2 separate regions of the Drosophila melanogaster genome follow, and region 1 is linked to region 2. A link is a contact called in public Hi-C data. All regions are on one chromosome and are shown on one strand. The core of a region is the stretch at or near the end of the contact, and the rest is flanking DNA. Distances in the headings are between cores, read along the strand shown. Region 1 holds the start of CG10077. Region 2 holds the start of Sbds (SBDS ribosome maturation factor).

The links. Hi-C and Micro-C count contacts between places; a contact is called where the count stands out from the background.
Region 1: a contact with region 2 is called in a Hi-C map of the S2 cell line, with 5 times the contacts expected there. A contact is called at or near these places in 9 of 107 Hi-C or Micro-C datasets (the D17-c3 cell line, the Kc167 cell line, the OSC cell line and 5 more) and 4 of 7 datasets of targeted methods (the Kc167 cell line and the S2 cell line).

The regions. Positions count from the first base shown.
Region 1 is chr3L:6,952,249-6,958,075 of dm6, reverse strand. It overlaps CG10077, which reads left to right and starts at 2,172. Exons shown (of 5, transcript NM_139805.2): 1 at 2,172-2,310; 2 at 2,580-2,695; 3 at 2,907-4,303. The coding sequence starts at 2,688. It overlaps CG9948, which reads right to left and starts at 2,085. Exons shown (of 2, transcript NM_001274563.1): 1 at 1,679-2,085; 2 at 636-1,622. The coding sequence starts at 1,841. The coding sequence ends at 1,129. It overlaps Uqcc1 (Ubiquinol-cytochrome c reductase complex assembly factor 1), which reads left to right. Exons shown (of 4, transcript NM_139807.4): 1 at 1-111; 2 at 225-413; 3 at 473-724; 4 at 792-1,130. The coding sequence starts at 55. The coding sequence ends at 1,073.
Region 2 is chr3L:6,749,071-6,755,418 of dm6, reverse strand. Sbds (SBDS ribosome maturation factor) reads right to left here and starts at 2,506. Exons shown (of 2, transcript NM_139800.3): 1 at 2,182-2,506; 2 at 1,390-2,101. The coding sequence starts at 2,312. The coding sequence ends at 1,474. It overlaps velo (veloren), which reads left to right and starts at 2,667. Exons shown (of 9, transcript NM_206286.2): 1 at 2,667-3,274; 2 at 3,976-4,066; 3 at 4,123-4,860; 4 at 4,935-6,348. The coding sequence starts at 3,986. It overlaps Ist1 (Ist1,), which reads left to right. Exons shown (of 5, transcript NM_139801.3): 3 at 296-346; 4 at 612-674; 5 at 926-1,402. The coding sequence ends at 1,144.

The DNA of each region.
Region 1 (5,827 bases), core at 923-3,422, 200 kb before region 2:
GCAATTGGATTTTTTAAACGATTTTGTTTTAGTAAATTTAGGATACATTTAAGAATGCAGTGCACTCGTGCAGTTGCAAGACTGGCCGGCGGCCTAGCGAGAACCGCATGGGTATGTTTAAAGCAGGGGTTGTACTTTATTTAGTCAAAACACGGTCATCCGAATGCACCGCCATCAACTCTTATATAAACGGATATAAAATTTTTAAATTAAACATATTATAGGCAACACAACATACGTATAAGCACAGGCCAGCGATACTGGGACTGCTGGAGCAGCCATGCCGCTTGTGTTCATCCACCGGCGTTGTGGATAATACCAATAAAACGAAACCCGGCACAGCGGAAGCCGCAGAAGGCGGTATTCTGAAGAGAGTGCTCAACAAAGTGGGCTTCACACCGAACACAAAGGCGGTAGGACTCGGATTACTTTGCCCATTTGATTAATATTCATCGAAGTGATCCCATTTCAGCGCCTCAAGGTAACCAGTCATCTGCTGTACGAAAGCGTCGCCGACAAGATCAACTATGTGACCTTTTTCCGCGACTTCAATCTGCCCAATACCTTTAACTCCTGGTTCTTGGTCACCGAACTGCATGTTTGGCTACTCCTGATGCGCTCCATGGCCGAGGGCTCCGAAACGGGCGAGGATGGACGCTTCCTGCGCAACTGCATTGTGGAGGCGATGTGGGGAGATGTTAACACACGCGCCAAGAAATTGGGAGTAGGTTTTACTTTAGTTCACCTTTATATATATAATCTTTATGCTCTTCATATGTGTTTCCCAACAGGCTCACAATCCTTCACGCACCCGTCAGCAAATCGAGACCTTATCCGAGCAGTTCCAAGCGGCCCTAATCGCCTACGACGAGGGCATCATGTCCGACGATCGGGTTTTGGCCTGCGCCTTGTGGCGCCGCTTCTTCGAGATGAACTGTGATGATTACGCGCAGATCGAGCGACTGGTGAAGTACGTCCGCCAGCAGGCCAGCATGCTGGACAGTTTGCCGCGCGATCAGTTCATTGTCAAGCCGAAAGTGGCATGGTTGGAATTGGACAAGTGCAAGGTTTAATCTTAGTTATATTCTGTTTTTTAAAAATAAAGTTTGAGAGTATGTGAACTGGAAACTAGATGCTAAGGTCCTCCACGGACTGATTACTCAAGGCACGCAGCTGGCACTTGAGCAGAAATGCTGTAATCCTTCGTTCTGCCCTTCTCCGCTGCGGTTCCTTTAGTTGGGCCAGTATTTGGTCCATCTGGAGAAAGCTGCTTCTGGGCGAGATTATTTCAGCGGGCTCTTGTTCCTCGTAGATGATTTCCTCTTGGATGATCTGTTCACTGGGCTCCTCGATGACCTCCTCGATTATGAACGTACTCGACTGCTGTGGAACATCCCCATCCTCAAAAGTGTCCCACAAAAATTGCACAGGAGTTTCCGTCTGGATGGTCGCCTCCTGTTTGTTTGTTTTGGGTTTGGTTTTCACTTTGGAGGGCGGCTGGATCTCGGCCAAAAATCGCAGGCGTTCCAGGTACGGCCAGGTGGATCCACTGGTGTCCGCGCGGCGAAACTCCTTGCGAAACTGATAGTGCAGATTGTTCCAGCGCATCAGGCAGAAGTCCACTAAGAGGATTATAACTTTAAATATATATATCTTATTCTTTTATTAGCTGACTTACCATCACAGCCCATCATCTCGGCTATGCGAGCCCAGATATCGGTTTTCGCCTTCATGGCATCGTAGTTCGAGAGTCCAGATCTCTTATAGAGCACAGGATTGGGTTCCACCAGATCAATTAGCTTGAAGTCGAAAGGTCTGTTTTTCTTGTAACTGGTGCGCATGGCTACCAAATTGAATTAAACTAGCTTGAACTTGATAATTAAGAATCCCTTGCTTGAGCCATGTTTATTTACCTTATGAAGTACAGCAGAGCTACGATTAAGCGAAAACCATTTGGCACGTATTGTATGTCATAATTGCGGGCTTAAGATACTTAACAAATGAAGGGAAATTACATAATAATAAATTATATTTTAACTGCATTATTAGAACCTTGTTTATTAGTTATTACTTTACAGATAGAAATTTACAGGTTAACTACATTGAGCGATCACTGTAATATTCCAATTTATGTCCACACTTTGGTTTTTGGGTCGTTCTATAGGCTGGTCACATTTTTCTTGCTGACCATTATTATCGAAGTTGCTTTACCCGATAGGTTCCAGACAAACAATATCAGACGTCTTTGTTTTGCTTAAAAAATTAATAGTTCTTATTGTTAATTACCGGTGCCGCATTAAAAAAATACTGGTTAGACAACGAAGTAACTACAAACTAGCAACCATAGTGCTCTAAAGTGCTCTTAATAGTGTTCCATATTCTTTTCAGTTATTATTTTTATTTAATTTGTTATTATTAGAAACGTTCACAATAATTATTTATATATTAAAAGTTTCCTACTAACAAATATTTTGACATTTTTCCCTATTCGTTGTGATCGTTTCTAGAAAATTCAATCGATGTTTCCAGAAAACCTAACCTATCGAACCAATCGATATTAACACCGATTTTTTCCACAGCTCTATTGACGACGTAGAAGCTGAAAAAATTGTGGAGTGAAAAATTGTAAAAGTGACCGAAAAAACTATACTTTGGCCAGCTATATTTCCACTTACATCACACCAGCAATGAACATGTGAGTATTGAAACACAGGCACACATTTTTTAAGCCCAAATTTCGGTTTAGCATGCGGCCAGGGGCCGAGTGTCGAAAATCAATAAATTCAAAATGGCAGTAAAAAATGAAAATTACATAAAAAAAGGTCGCTTCGTGTAAATTTCAACATTTTGGCAACGCATTAAAGGGCTCAAAATTCTAATTTTATGGCACAAAACGCTCGTCGCAGGTACAACGGACAGATGAACGCCTTCGGAGGCGGTGGCGGCGGAGGAGCTGGTGGCCTAGCCGGCGGTATGGTGCCCAATCGCATGGGCGGTGGTGCTCCCGGTGGCGGACCCGGCGGAGCGGGCATGTTCCAGCGCAATCGCTCGGCCCCATACCCAGGTTTCAATGGTCATGGACCCGCCAACGGTGGACAGCGACGCATGAACGGTGGTGGTCCTAGCATGGGACCCGGCGGACCACGCAACCAGGATGGATTCGGTGGTCAGAACGGGGGCCAGCGCTCTTCCAATCATGGCGCTCACTTGCCCAAGATCGTTTGGTCTGAGGTGAATCTTACGCCATTCCGCAAGAACTTTTACAAGCCGTGCGATTCGGTGCTGGCCAGGACTGTCGGTGAAACAGAGACCTTCCTCACCAGCAATGAGATCACCATCAAGGGCGATCAGGTGCCCACACCCAGTATTGAATTCGAGGAGGGCGGCTTTCCCGATTACGTGATGAACGAGATCCGTAAGCAGGGTTTCGCCAAGCCAACGGCCATTCAAGCCCAGGGTTGGCCCATTGCTATGAGTGGACGGGATCTGGTGGGCGTGGCCCAGACCGGATCGGGCAAGACCTTGGCGTATGTTCTGCCGGCGGTGGTGCACATCAATAACCAGCCGCGCCTGGAGCGCGGTGATGGACCCATCGCCCTGGTCCTGGCTCCCACTAGAGAGTTGGCCCAGCAGATCCAGCAGGTAGCCATTGAGTTTGGCAGCAACACGCATGTGCGCAACACTTGCATCTTTGGTGGAGCGCCCAAGGGACAGCAGGCTAGGGATTTGGAGCGCGGCGTGGAGATTGTAATTGCCACACCAGGTCGCCTAATTGATTTCCTCGAGCGCGGCACCACCTCGTTGAAGAGATGCACCTATCTGGTGCTTGACGAGGCCGATCGTATGCTCGACATGGGCTTCGAGCCCCAGATCAGAAAGATCATGCAGCAGATCCGACCGGACCGTCAGGTACTCATGTGGTCAGCTACCTGGCCCAAAGAGGTGCGCCAGCTGGCCGAGGAATTCCTTAATAACTACATACAGGTGAACATTGGTTCGCTTTCGCTGAGCGCCAATCACAACATCCTCCAGATCGTGGACGTGTGCGATGAGAATGAGAAATTGATGAAGCTGATCAAGCTGCTAACAGACATCTCGGCGGAGAACGAGACCAAGACCATCATTTTCGTGGAAACCAAGAAGCGTGTGGACGAGATCACGCGCAATATCTCCCGCCAGGGCTGGCGCGCATGCGCCATCCACGGCGATAAGTCGCAGCAGGAGCGCGACTTTGTGCTCTCGAGCTTCCGCAATGGCCGGCACTCGATACTGGTGGCCACCGATGTGGCTGCCCGCGGACTCGGTGAGTATACGTAGCCTTTGTGGGGCCCTAAATGGGGCCAACTTTCGTTTTTTCTCTCCGTAACCAAGCAATTGTTGCCTGTGGATCAATCAGCATCCCGTGGGGTTTCATTCATTATTTTGTGATTCGTCGTCGACGCCTTCCTGGTTCGTCTGGTCTCAGCGATCCGTCAGCGATGAATCGGCCAACACCGCCCAGCCTCTTCGCTCTTCCTTCCGCTCTGTTTCCAGAACTTTGGAGGTTTTTCGTTTCGGGTCTGTTCCGGATTTCACAAGCTATTCACGATTTGAAGCTGAAAGCGCATGATTCCCATTTTGGGGTCCATTGATGGAATCTTCGCTTGCTTCAGTGTGTAAATAATACTCATAGTTTTTTGTTTGTATTCATTTTAATTTAATTAAGCTGGGTAAACAGTAGCCTAATCTAAGAGCTCTAGCGCAAATCTTCGCCTAGCTGTGTTCGAAATTAACTGGGGTTAGATATGGGGGTTAAATATTTGTAAACAAATTTTTATTTTATGTTATATTTTAAATGAAGTTTTGGGTAGCTATGCGGAGTTAAATGAGCTCATTACTGGTTACCATCTATCAAAGAATGTTATTTGGTAAACGTGAAAACCGGAAAGGACCGCTTGTATTTTTTTTTTAAATTGCATGTTCAAATCTGTAGGCAGCCGAAAAATTGTCATTTATTATTTTTCAATCATTTTCGAGTGGTTCGATGCCGGGTGGACCATTAAGTCTAACTTATTGAACCCTTTAGTTTGCTGAATGATTCTACGAATCCGAAGAAAAGGTGTGGGCTCAAATAATGAGGGGAATGTGTTTGTTCTCCATGCATTGCTGGTTATATGATGTTGTTACTTTTAGTTCGTTTGTTGCTCTCTTGCTCATAGTTTTTAGTTGTGTCTCGTCAATCACATTTTGAGTAACTTAATTGTAAAAAAGCGATTTACTGTCAGTCAAGGAGTCAATGGCCAGCAAAATAATCTTAAAACAAAAAACCCAAACTAAAGAGTAATCTCAGTGCACCCAAAAGAAATTAACCTTTAATCCAAAGCGATTAAACCGTGCCTTAACTATAACTATATATATATATCTTAAGTTTTTTTTTTATTTAGTTTCTAGAACAATGTGAAGTAACTAATGTGTTGAGTAACATTTGCAACATTTTGCGGCCCAAGTATTTGTTGACTGATGATAATTTTCTGTAGCTTATTTATGTATCATAAAGTACCTAGTATACTATATTACGTCGCTCCTTACTCTATGTATAATACCTAAATTTGTGTGTGAACAAAAATATCATCAGCACTTTATGAAATGGACTTCGATTTTTCAAATGGCAAAACTAGACAAAAAAGAAAAAAACCCGTTCAAAGTTAAAAAGTTATATACACAAAGCAGTTAAAGAGAAAAGCTATATATACAAGTTGAGGGTTGAGTTATAAGTTTCTAGCATTGCGGAGATCCGTGGGATCTCCATCATCACGGCCCAGTTGCGAGGACACCATCTCCAGGGACT
Region 2 (6,348 bases), core at 1,257-3,756:
TAAATATGCTTGTCTAATTGTCTCATTGCAACACAGATGGAAAGGGGATATTTATAGTTTATGCAGTTGCAATCACATTAGTTATAAATTAGTTTGAATCACTCGAATAGTATTAGCTAATTATTGCGCCAACTTAATCGCTTTGAAGCCAGTTTTTACTAACATCTTATTCTATTGGCCTCATAAAGTGACACTTTCGATTGCAACTGCAGTAAAGGTATACATATATCCTTTATGAAAATTTAGTTAATAAGTAAGCTTTGGCATGTTTTGCATGAATCTTGGGCTGTTGCAGCGTGAAGCGAACAACACGGATGGCTCGGGCAGCCCGGATGAGAATATTTTGGTAGGTTATCTCTGTGTAGAATGCTGTTAAAGCCAACAACTAACTCGCTTATCGTTCTGCTATCACCACTAAACAAACGAAAAACGCTTCTATGGGCTCTCCTCCACCGCTCTTGCCTATCTCTGTGTAAGTCCAGTCATCCAAGTGATTCATAGTTTACTGTCCAGTGTTATCATTTCGCTCGTCTTGATGTTCCCCATTGATTTGTTATGCCAGTGTTTTCATTTTTTATTTGCCTTATCTTTTCTTTAATTTTGCCTAACAGCGCCCCAAACCCGAAAATGATCCGCCGCCGCGTTACACCTCCATTAATCCTGTAAATCTCCAGGTCAGGACATTGGATTTGATCAAACCAAGCACATACTTTATTATTACGTTTATAGCATCAAACCTAAGTTTTCTGAAAATTTCCAAAGATTTAAATTTTGATTTAAGAAACCCCGATTAACACTAAATTGTACAATGTACACTTTATTTACTAAATTTTATATGGCTATAAAGCATCAGAAAATGAGGTTTCTTTAGGTTTTGCAATATAAAAACATTTATTAATTTGCTTACTTACTTTACCCTTCGCAGAATGCCAACAAACCGAAACCACAACCCCGATCCAAGCTGCCACCGGGTAATCCCACGCTACCAAGTGCTCCTCCGGCATTGGACTTCCCCTCGCTGCCCAACGTTCCCAACGATCTGCCAGATATTCCGGGCGCAGGTGCCGAGAAGAAGAACGACGAGGATGAGATTGATTTCGATGACCTGTCACGTCGCTTCGAGAACCTTAAGAAGCGAAAGTAAAGCTGGCCAGCAGATCACCTTTTAAGTCTACAGTATATTTGTTATAATCTCTGTCCTGTTCTACATTAATAATCACGTATATGTGTAAGGAACTATTGATCATTTTGTTTTTTCGATTAAGTAGTTAATCAGACTTCAAAAATGTATAATCTGAATTGAAAGATGGTTGACCTATTGCTTTTCATATTCGCAATCTTGATTCATCTAAAAACAGCCTAAAGATTAAAATACTAACAGATTAAATTCTGTGTACTTATCAGCTTTATGTTTCACATAAATATCAACAAGATTACAAAGAAAAACAAAAAATTTTAAAGGGATTGTATTGCCTAGAAGAGTTCCTCGCTCTCCACCACTTCCTTCAGCTCGAGCAGCTCCAGCAGTCCCTTACCCTTCGTTTCGTTCCTTACCAGCTCATCAATGACACGATATTGGCCAGGATCTATGAGCAAGGTTAAGTGCAAGGTGGCCTCGTCCCATTCCTCGTGCTCCACTGCGTTGGCCAACTTGACCACCGATTCCTTGAGCTTGCCACCGCCCTCCTTTCCAGCAAAGCTAACGCGCAGCTTCATGCGCGACCTCTCGATGGGCATATGGTCCTTGAGAATCTTGATGGCCTCCAGTGTGTTCTGCTTGGTGTTCCTGTTCATCTTAACGGAGAAGTGGGCATCCTTCAGGGATTTCTCGATGATGGAGGCGGGATATGGACGACGCGTCTCTGGATTTACACACAACGCAGCCACGGAATTAACTATACTATTTAGTTGCGTGTCCAGACAACTTTGGCGCTCCTTTTCCGACACCTGCAGTTCTCCTTTGCTGAGGATCTCCTTGCAAATCTCAGTCTCGTCTGTTTTATTGAAGGCCTTTTGCAGCTCGTCCTTTTTGGCCGCCTGTCCTTTGGAGACATTGGTGAACACGGTATGGGTTTGCAGGACCTCATCGATGTCCTTTTCGCTAAGCATATACAATAAAGTAATTAGATTTAGGTAAAGCCTATTTCACAATCTGCACGTGTTGCATTTAGCGGCTGTTACCTGTTGCTCCTCCACGAAAGAACCTTATTTTTATAGCAGGCGATCTCAAATCGCTTGCCACCTTTTTTTAGCCTCACAATGGCGACATTTGTGAGGCGTATTTGATTTGTGGGCGTGAATATTTTGGACATTGTTGTTAAAATACAAGCTGCGGAATTAGCGATGTGCAAGTAAACCAAAACACTTTCGATCGAACCAAACGATGAATGGCAAAAAATCAAACATTTATATATCCCGTAGTTGTGAAATCATTGAAATTTCCTTTGATGTACAGTTTGATAAAAAATTTTGTTCACAATATACAAAACTGCATAACAGCTTTCTATTAAAAACATACTTATAATATATATATTTAGATGGATTTTATTTATGTATATTTTTTTTGTTGAAATTTTTTTCACCGCTACCCACAATTTTCCGAGCTATCGAGTTTTTCTACTTATCGACGTTTTACCATCACAACGACGTTGTTGTTGTTCCTTCGCCACTCTTCTTCTTCTTCTTCTTCCTCACCCAATTCGCCAGAGCGCGCAGCAAACAACAAAACACATAGTGCTCAAAACCGCGATATCAACGGTCGCTAAAAATCGTTATCAATCGCCTTTCGCTAAATAACAGCATAATGTGCAACAAAATCATGGAAATCACCGAAACAGCGCGTTCAGTGCGAAAAACTAAAGATTTTAAGACAACTCCAGTGGCTCGACCGTTTAGTGGTCCCTTTAAACTGGCTACATGCCAAACAGAGGGACCTCTAAACATTAGGCGAAGAGGACGGCACAAGGCAGACATCGATAAATCAGCGGCCCAAAGCAACGCTGCAAAATGTTTATGAACAGCTGATGGGCCCGCCAGGGGGCGCTCGCGTTTCGTCATTGCCAGATAAAATAAATATCAAATGCTGCCTTTAATGGTGAACGCCATTTTTATTGCAAGAAAGAAAGCCACGGGTTTCAAGCAAAAACGCGAATAATTAACGTGTGTTTATTGTAAAAAGACAGCGCGATTATGATCTAATCAAAGAACAACTGGATCGAGCCGAGGGCACAGCGATTGGCTCCAAAAAGTTCCCATTCTCGTAAGATTAACGGAGGTGTGTAGGTTGGGAATGCCAACAAAAAAAAAATTATGCTCAAAAAGTGACCTGTAATTGTATAATAAATGTGCCTTAAAAAAGTTAAATATATTGCAAAATTACATAGGAATTAATTTATACAATTGGTCAACCGCATATTGTACAAGTTTCTGCTCGGAAAATGGTAGAAATCACATTTTTCTACTGCGATTTTGTGTGTGTGTTGTTCTTGAGGGCTCTGTAAAAGTCTCAAAAATGCAACGCCTGCAAAAAAGAGCAAAAATTCTCACAAAAGTGACAAAACTTGTTTGCATTCTTATTTAATTTTATACTTTAACACTTATATTCCTTACCGAGGTTATATTAAAATAAATGTGAAGGAATTAACGATGTCCTCATACTGAGACGCAAAAATATAACCTTAAAGAGTACACAAAATGTTTAAGTATCTTAATTATGCTACATACAGTGCAAAGTTTAACCAGTTAACGTTTTCTTTATCTAGGTGCATTGTTGTTGTAATGTAATTTAATTAAAATATATAATACGACTTATAAGAAATTGCATATAATTAAAAAAATATTCCAAAAAGAAAACAAAAAAATGTAATTGAAGAAAAGATCATATTAATTAAAATTTAACAGTACTTTTTGGGCCTAGGGAATTAGTGAAAAAATAGTATATATCTAAAATTCTAACTGATTTTCTACCCCTTCCAGCTGCCTTGAAATGGAGCAGTATATTGTGCCCCTGGAGGAGCCAGTCTACTCTGATTTGCAAGTAGTGCAAGTGCCCCAAGATGAGGTTGGGGTGAGTAGTATCCGAAGCCCTCGGTGAATAGCAAGCTAATTTCTTGTTTCTTTCAGTCCCTGGTCCTACAGGATGACCAGCAGCTGGTGTTCAACGACCAGCAGCAAGTTGTCTACCAGACGACGGCCCCAGCGCAATATCAACAGCCCCAGCAGTCTGCGGCACCCACATACCACATAATCGGTGGCGATGATCTTGCACATCAGCAGCAACAGCACCAACAGCAGCAGCAGCAACAACAACAGCAGCAGCAGCAACAACAACAACCGCAGCAGCAGCACCAACAACAGCAACAACAAGTTGTAATGCATCATCAGCAGCATCAGGTGCAGCAAGTGCAGCAGGTTCACTATCAGCAGCAGCAACAGGAGCCCCAGCAGCAGCAGCAACAACTGCACATGGAGCAACAGCAGCAGCAGCAGCAGCAATATGTGCAGCATCAGCCGCAGCAACCCGCCATCCAGCATACACAGCAGATTTACTACACTTCAGAGCAAGTCCTGCAACCAAATGCCATTGTGCAGCATATGCAGCAGCAGAAGAAGCAGCAGCAAGTGCTGCAGCAACAGCAGCAGCAGCAGCAACAGTATCAACAACACGCACCCGCCTACCAAGTGCAATCGTCTCCCCAAGGGCAAGCCCAATTACTTCAGAGTTCCCAGCAGCAGCATCAGCAAGCGCAGCAGGCACAAACGTTGCAACTGCAGACGTCGCCACCCCAACAGCAACCGCAGCAGCACCAGCAGATCGTCTACCGCATGACCACCACACAGCAGCAACAAAGGCCCTTAGGGGTAAGTTAGGTTCCAAATAGCCCTGTATTTATCTTTCACTTGAAACATATTGATATCGATTTTCCAAATCCTAGATGCTCAACAATACGCACGTGATTGTCCAGCAGCAACCGGTATTGATCCAGGGCCCACAGCATCAGGAGCTGATTATGCGACAGGCCATACATCCGTACAACAATCGTGTAGTTTATGCCACTTCACCGCAACAGCAGCAGCAGCAACAACACGTCATCCAGCAGCACGTACAGCAGCAGCAAGTGCAGCAGCATCAGCAAGTCCAGCAACAACAGCAGATGCAACTGCAGCCCACGACTCAAACAGCCCATTTAGTTCAGGCTCGTGTGGTGCCACAGCAGACCCAAAATGTTGTCTACCAGCAGTTGCAGGTGCAAAAGGTGCAGCCGCAGCAACAGCAGCAGGCTCCACAGCAGCAGCAACCGCAATTGGTGGCTCAGCAGCAGCCGCAGCTAGTGGCCACCTCTGCTGCCGGTGGCACTCAACTAGTACGCGCCTCGTTTAGGAAATCGCCCCGAGGTGGAGCTGTGCTGGCCAGGCCGGGCACACTAATTACCACCAGGCCTACACTTACGCCCACAACAATTGTGCGGCAAGTTCGTCCGCGAGGAGGTGCAGTGCCCGGCGGACTGGTTAGGAATATGCGACCTGCGGGCGTACGACCCACTCGAGCGCAGTTGGTGGTGCAGACTAGCGCCAGCGGCGAGGGACAGACCATGCTAGTGACTCAGGGCCAAATGAAGCACATTACCATCAGCACGAATCTCGGCCAGCCGCAACAACAACAGCAGCAGCAGATGCAGCAACAGCCGCGCCACATCTACCGCACACACATGGTAACCGACGGAAATCCTCAGCAGCAGCAGCAGCAGGCGGCGCAACAGCAGCCGCAGCAGCACCAGCAAATGCTGATGATGCGCCATGGTCCGGTTCGTTACAGAGCTCCGGTGAGCTCAGCTGTCGCAGCGCCAGTTCAAGCGCCTGCTCCTACGGCCGCAGGTGGAGGTGTCCAAACTAGTAATATAGGCATGGATTTGGAAGAGCGCATAGAGGCGGCAGTGCTGAAAAAGGAGCAGCAGAAGCCCCAGCCAACGGCTCAGCCAGTGGCCTCCAATCAACTACAGCCCATGCAGATAGGAACGGGAACTACACTGACCACCTACTATCCAGCAGGAACTGCCTCACAAGAAGAGGAACAGCAACAGCAGCAGCAGCAACAACAACAGCAGCAGCAGCAGCAGCAGCAAGTGGTGCAGAGTCAGCAACAGGGAATACGACCACCCAGTGGAGCAAGCATGACTTTGGCGGAGTACAAGAAGAGGCAAACCCTGTCGGCCTCACCGGCTCCAGTTCCGCCTTCAAATCCCGGACTTGCGCCAATGAGAGCCACTCCACCTGGAACCATGGTTCGCCCAACGGCTAAGATAACACCCACGCAACATGCTGGCGCCTTGCCCCCCGGCACTAGGATCA